2 separate regions of the Mus musculus genome follow, and region 1 is linked to region 2. Evidence: chromatin contacts called from public HiChIP or PLAC-seq data. All regions are on one chromosome and are shown on one strand. Each heading gives the region's core, a stretch centred on a gene start, on an enhancer-like site or on the middle of the called end of the contact. The rest is flanking DNA. Distances are from core to core; before and after follow the strand shown. Region 1 has its middle 40 kb from the start of Gm40153. Region 2 overlaps Ppa2 (pyrophosphatase (inorganic) 2).

Region 1 (2,859 bases), core at 273-2,772, 290 kb after region 2:
CATGGAGGGATGCTGCTTACTGGTTTGCTCCTCATGGCACGATCAATCTGCTTCCTTATAGCACTCAGGACCAGCATCCCAGGAGTGACTCAACTCACAGTGGGCTGTGTCCTCCTTCATCAATCACTAATTAAGAAGACACCCTAGAGACTTGCCTACAGCCTGGTCTTATGAAGATAATTCTGCAGGTGAGGTTCCTTCTTCCCAGGTGTCTCTAGCATGTGTCAACTCGACATAAAACTAGTCCACACAACTGGCCACACAATTTCATCCTAATATTTTTCCACGTTCAGAATATCCACTGACTTGAGGGTATCTAAAAAGATCTCCCCCATGGTTGTTAAATCACCTTCTTTTGAAAGTATACCATGGACAAAATAAATGTCTTTCTGAGGACAGGTGCTTTGAAGGCGTGAGAAAGCAGAACAGTGCTGGTATGACCTCAGAGGCTAAGGGATGGATGCCTCGTGCCTCATAATACTTCTGAGAGGGCCTTTCCTGGAGGAAGCATTTAGTAGATGCTTACTGAATACACAGTGAGTCTAAATTAGAACAGAAAATCTATTTTTTAAAAATATTTATTTATTCATTATATGTAAGTACACTGTAGCTGTCTTCAGACACTGTGGAAGAGGAGTGTCAGATCTTGTTACAGATGGTTGTGAGCCACCATGTGGTTGGCTGGGATTTGAACTCAGGACCTTTGGAAGAGCAGTTGGTGCTCTTAACTGCTGAACTGTCTCTCCAGCCCCAGAAAATGTATTTTTAAAACTCCTTGCTATGGTGATTATCAGACAACTGTATCATCTCAAACATTTCTCTGCCTGCAGATGTCATCATGCCTTTCTCTTAATTTGGGAGATTTTATCATGTCTACCAGTGGTACTGAGGATTAATATCTGAAACCATTTCACTGGTTATAAGGCACTGAAACTATTATAATTAGGCACTGCCTGGGCACTCCTCCTTCTTGAGAGAGACATAGACCTTTGCCTTTTGTTCAGTTATTTCTCAGAATAGTATTCCTGTCTTGGCTCCTAAGTAGAAACTTGACTTGCTAGGCTTATTTCACAGTTGCTTCCATCCTTTGACTTCCTGTTTTCACAATGTGCCCGCCAACCAAATGTATCTGTGGTTTTAAAGCACGTGCCAATGGGACAGATATCAGGCAGAAAATGCATCTACACATCCCAAAAGGCCTCTGTTAAAATCAGTAAGATTGCACAAGGCAGGAACCTAAGGAACCATTCTACGAGAAGTGAATGGTCAGAAATTAGTTCATTCAGTGCTCTGTCTGAGCCTTAATAAGCCATGCCTTATCTCTTTGAGCCAGTGGGCAGCTTCTAATTGGTAAGGGTCCAAGGTAAGGCAAACACGTGGAAGGGGACCTCTCTGCCTGCCTTTATACATCAGCGAGATAGCCCTATCATACATCAACGGACGGCCTTCAAGTTGACAACAGGAAAAAATGTGACTCAGCTCATACAAAGGGGGAAGTCCTATGCTGGGCGCAGACAATGGCTCTGTCATTTTGCTGTGTTGCTGGGCTGTCGTCTCTGTGAAGATATGCAGGGCTGGGGACTCAGCCTTCTCTGAGACAGAGCATTTTAGCATCTAAGGTGGAACAGAGCAAAGGAAACAGCAGGAAACTTATGGTCAGGATGGTAAAGTGATACCTTCCAGTCAGTTGTACTTCATATAGCAATGAAAACAGGAAAGGGTCAGCACTGAGATAAAAGCATAAAACAATCCCAAAACCAAAACCCAAATCCAAAACCCCCACCTCCTTTGAATGATGGAGTCTGGAGAACAATAAAGGATGTATTCTGTGAAAGAGTCACTTATTTTTTTCCTCTTATATTTATATATTTATAATTCCCTCTGTAGAAGTACCAACCTGCTTATGGATGTAGAATATCATATGGCACTAAACAGTGTCTACATATGGTTCACATGTTATCTTGTCATCAGAGTTTTGGGGGAGACTTTTGAGACATACAGCTGAGGAGAATGTGTCTTTCTCTAGTATCTGAGTACTTCCAGCTTACATACAACACCACCACCAACTAGGGAGACCACAACTGTCACGTTCTTATCAGAAACCATGTTCCTAAGATAAGCCACTTTATGTGTGAGTTCCTGTGTGTGCAGCCACTTGTCTCTGCATGGATGGTCTGTTATTAATTGCTGCCCCAATGTGTCTTGTCACATCACCTTTTCCAGTGTCTCATTTGTCTGAATCTGCATTCTCTTCTGCTTCTATAGGCGAGGAGACTGTGGGGGAAGGTGCCCATTAGGCCCCCAGTGAGACACTGAGTTATTAACAGCAGCGAGAAGATTACCAAAACTTTTCAGGCCTTTGGAATTTGGTAGGAAAGACATTTACAACAATTTACAACAAATCATACATGAAAACATGACTTCTAAGTTTCAGTCTTTTGAAAAATAATGTTAATTTTTGACTTAGAGTGTGACAAATCTATTTTACTGTGATCTTTTAACTTGTGGTTATTCTGGTATGGGTGCTTGTGTAGTAGCCATGTCACAGTAGCTTGTTAAGGACAGTGGCCCCTCCCCCTTCTGCATTATCACCACCTTCACCTCTGTCTCCTTGGTACACTGTGCCTGAAATGTGTCAGTCATGTTTGTATCAGGCTTAGATCATTCAAACTTACTAAAGAGGAATGAATGAAGGTGTTCATTTAGGAAGTAGAGTGAGTTAGGAGGTTTTGTTTTGGTTTGGTTTTGGTTTTTGTTTTTTGTTTTTTGACAAGGTCTGACTTGGCTGGTCTAGAACTCTCCACAAGGCTGGCCTCCACCTCCTGAAAGTCTACCTGCCTCTGCTTCTTCCTCTCCAGC
Region 2 (2,750 bases), core at 165-2,664:
TGTCAAGTTCTTCACTCTCTGAAGTAGCAATTCTTCCTGATTGTGTACTGAGTGAATCTCTACATGTCGGAGCCAAACTCTGGGTTACAAAGACCTAAAAAACGCGTTTTTTTGTTTTGTTTTTTTTTCTTGTTATAAACTCCACTCTGTCATCAGCTGTGTAGAAATGTAATGTTTGTATTTCTATGTATTAATTTTTAATTACATGAAAATGTACGTGGGGGACCCTGGAGGAAGTAGGGACAGCTGAGAAAAACAGATGCCGGGTTAGGATAAACAGTCCTGAGAAAAGGAAGAGCAACATTGTTCTCCAGAGAGCCAGCCTCCCTTTGATGCAGCCAGACCACCCGCGTGGATGCAGGCTTGGGTAAAACTGGCACTCTGGAAATGGTGATTAGAAATGAGAGTGTTCAAGCCATGAGGGCACCCGCCTCGACTTCTTGGGTTTCTAAGTAGATGGTTCTCTTGGACCGAAGGGCGAGAGGTTGAAAACAGCTTAGGGGATTGTAGGAGAGGAGACCACATGGCTGAAAGGGGGGGAGGGGGGCAGAGAAGCTACTGATGAGCAGCAAAAACAGAGATAGGCAAAGCTGAGCAGTTCAGGAATAAGCTAATATCCATCGCTGAGCTGCTTCCTAGGGGTGATGTGCTAGGACACGGATGTGCACAGATGAGAGTCAGGCACGAGGTTCAGCAGAGTGATGGATGACTGAGCAGTGAGCTCGAGAGCCTGGCTGTCACACCACAGCCAGCAGTGTGACCTTGAACAAGATGCTCCACCTGTAAAGTGGAGACCGTGAATATCTACCCCCCGTGGCTGTGCTGAGGTACACGCAAGACTGTTTCATTAGACATGTGTGATGGACAGCGTTCCATGACCACTAGCAATTTTTCTGTCTGGAGGATTAGTGCTCAGTATAGAAGTTTCTTCCTAATGCTGCGACCCTTTAATACAGTTCCTAATGTTGTGGTCATTGCTACATCATGACTGTAAGTTTGCTACTATTTGGAATTGTAATGTAAATATCTGTTATGCAGGACATCTGATATGTGACACCTGTGGGGGTCGAAATCCACAGGTTGAGAACCTCTGGCTTTGTATCATTTCTTCCTTTTCCAAAGTTATTTACAGTTTGATTAGAGCCATTGACCACTAAGTCAGTGGTTACAATGTAGCGTGACGAGTGCCACTCACTAGCTTACTGATTCTGTCATTTTATTTCATTCAGAAAATAATAAGGCAAAGCTGGGTGTGGCAGCCCTGTCCCTGTCATTCCAGCGCCTGGGAGGCTGAGGCAAGAGGGTTACTGCCAGTTGGAAGCTGGCCTAGGTTATTTATACCAAGACCTGGTCTCAGCCCTATCCCGCCCCTCAAAAAGTTTAGCAAACTAACAAAACGCAGATCTACTAGTGAGACAGGAAGGGGTGCCAGATCATGACTGAAAACGAAAGGAGGATCTTTCTGTGGTTTTCTATTTAAAGACCAGGTGCCTCTTTTTCTTTTTCTTTCTTTTTTTTTTTTATACTGCTCTGGGTGTGTCTGAATTTTCAGGGTGTTCTTATCTGCCCTGCTTTGATTCTGTGACGTACAGTTGCCCTTTCCTGATTCAACTAAGCTGAACTGGACCTGTCTCTTAATTTTCTGTATGCTGTGCATTAACTAAGTTTCATGCTTCATCCTACATCCAAAATAATGTCTCAAAAATAAAGATCTGGCCAGGCGTGGTGGCACACACCTTTAATCCCAGCGCTTGGGAGGCCTAGGCAGGTAGTTCTCTGTAAGTTTGAGGGCAGCCTGGTCTACATAGAGAGCTCTAGGACAGCCAAGACTACACAGAGAGACCATCTCTACAGCAGAAAGGTCTGGTGATGTTTTTCCATGCGAGAACCTTTCTCTGGTTTCTTATTGGTAAGAGGATAAAGTCTGAAACTCTTAACCTGTCCCTTGCCCTACCTGACTGTCCCGTAGTCAGGGTTTCTATTCCTGCACAAACATCGTGACCAAGAAGCAGTAGGGGAGGAAAGGGTTTATTCGGCTTACACTTCCATACTGCTGTTCATCACTAAAGGAAGTCAGGACTGGAACTCAAGCAGGTCATAAAACAGGAGCTGATGCAGAGGCCATGGAGGGATGTTCTTTACTGGCTTGCTTCCCCTGGCTTACTCAGCCTGCTTTCTTATAGAACCCAAGACTACCAGCCCAGAGATGGCCCCACCCACAAGGGGCCTTTCCCCCTTGATCACTAATTGAGAAAATGCCTTACAGCTGGATCTCATGGAGGCATTTCCTCAACTGAAGCTCCTTTCTCTGTGATAACCCTAGCCTGTGTCAAGTTGACACAAAACCAGCCAGAAAACTGACTCTCCCCATGGCTCACTGGAAGACTCCCCCTTTTCTCTACTTCTTCTCCCGGAGACTGCCCAGCGTTGTAATCTCCAGGCCTCCACAGTACCTCTTCATTCAGCACACACTCCCTGGGGCTTCATACTTGCCAGAGCGTTCCTACCGGATGAGAAGCCAAGATCAAAGTCATGAAATTCTTTGGGAATTTTTAATCCACACGAAAAGTCAGACAGTCAACAGAGTGAAATGGCAGATGGGAAAAATATGAAAGAAGGTGCTGGAGAGATGGCTCAGCGGTTCAGAACACTGGCTGCTTCCAGGAGACTCAGAGTCAATTCTCAGCAACCACACGGTGACTCACAACCATCTGTAACTCCCAAGTCTCAGGGGGTCCAGACCCCTCTTA

The links. HiChIP or PLAC-seq counts read pairs in DNA pulled down with a chosen protein or histone mark.
Region 1: a contact with region 2 is called in a BATF HiChIP or PLAC-seq map of CD8 T cells, with 8 read pairs. The contact joins two enhancer-like sites. A contact is called at or near these places in 1 of 15 datasets of contacts at CTCF or cohesin (the G1E-ER4 cell line), 5 of 484 Hi-C or Micro-C datasets (the G1E-ER4 cell line, bone marrow-derived macrophages and group 2 innate lymphoid cells) and 5 of 115 datasets of contacts at active chromatin or transcription factors (the 230-238 cell line, CD8 T cells, Th17 cells and 2 more).

The regions. Positions count from the first base shown.
Region 1 is chr3:133,622,134-133,624,992 of GRCm38.p6, forward strand. No RefSeq gene overlaps it. Among named protein-coding and RNA genes, the nearest start is that of Gm40153, 40 kb to the right of the region's middle. Within about 2 kb of position 1,523, at least 87 of the 459 cell types and tissues checked have an H3K27ac peak or open chromatin away from gene starts, as enhancers often do. A contact at or near this core is called in CD8 T cells, Th17 cells and group 2 innate lymphoid cells, where this site is marked.
Region 2 is chr3:133,331,022-133,333,771 of GRCm38.p6, forward strand. All of the region lies in intron 5 of Ppa2 (pyrophosphatase (inorganic) 2), which reads left to right. Among named protein-coding and RNA genes, the nearest start is that of Ppa2, 22 kb to the left of the region's middle. Within about 2 kb of position 1,415, at least 76 of the 459 cell types and tissues checked have an H3K27ac peak or open chromatin away from gene starts, as enhancers often do. A contact at or near this core is called in CD8 T cells, Th17 cells and group 2 innate lymphoid cells, where this site is marked.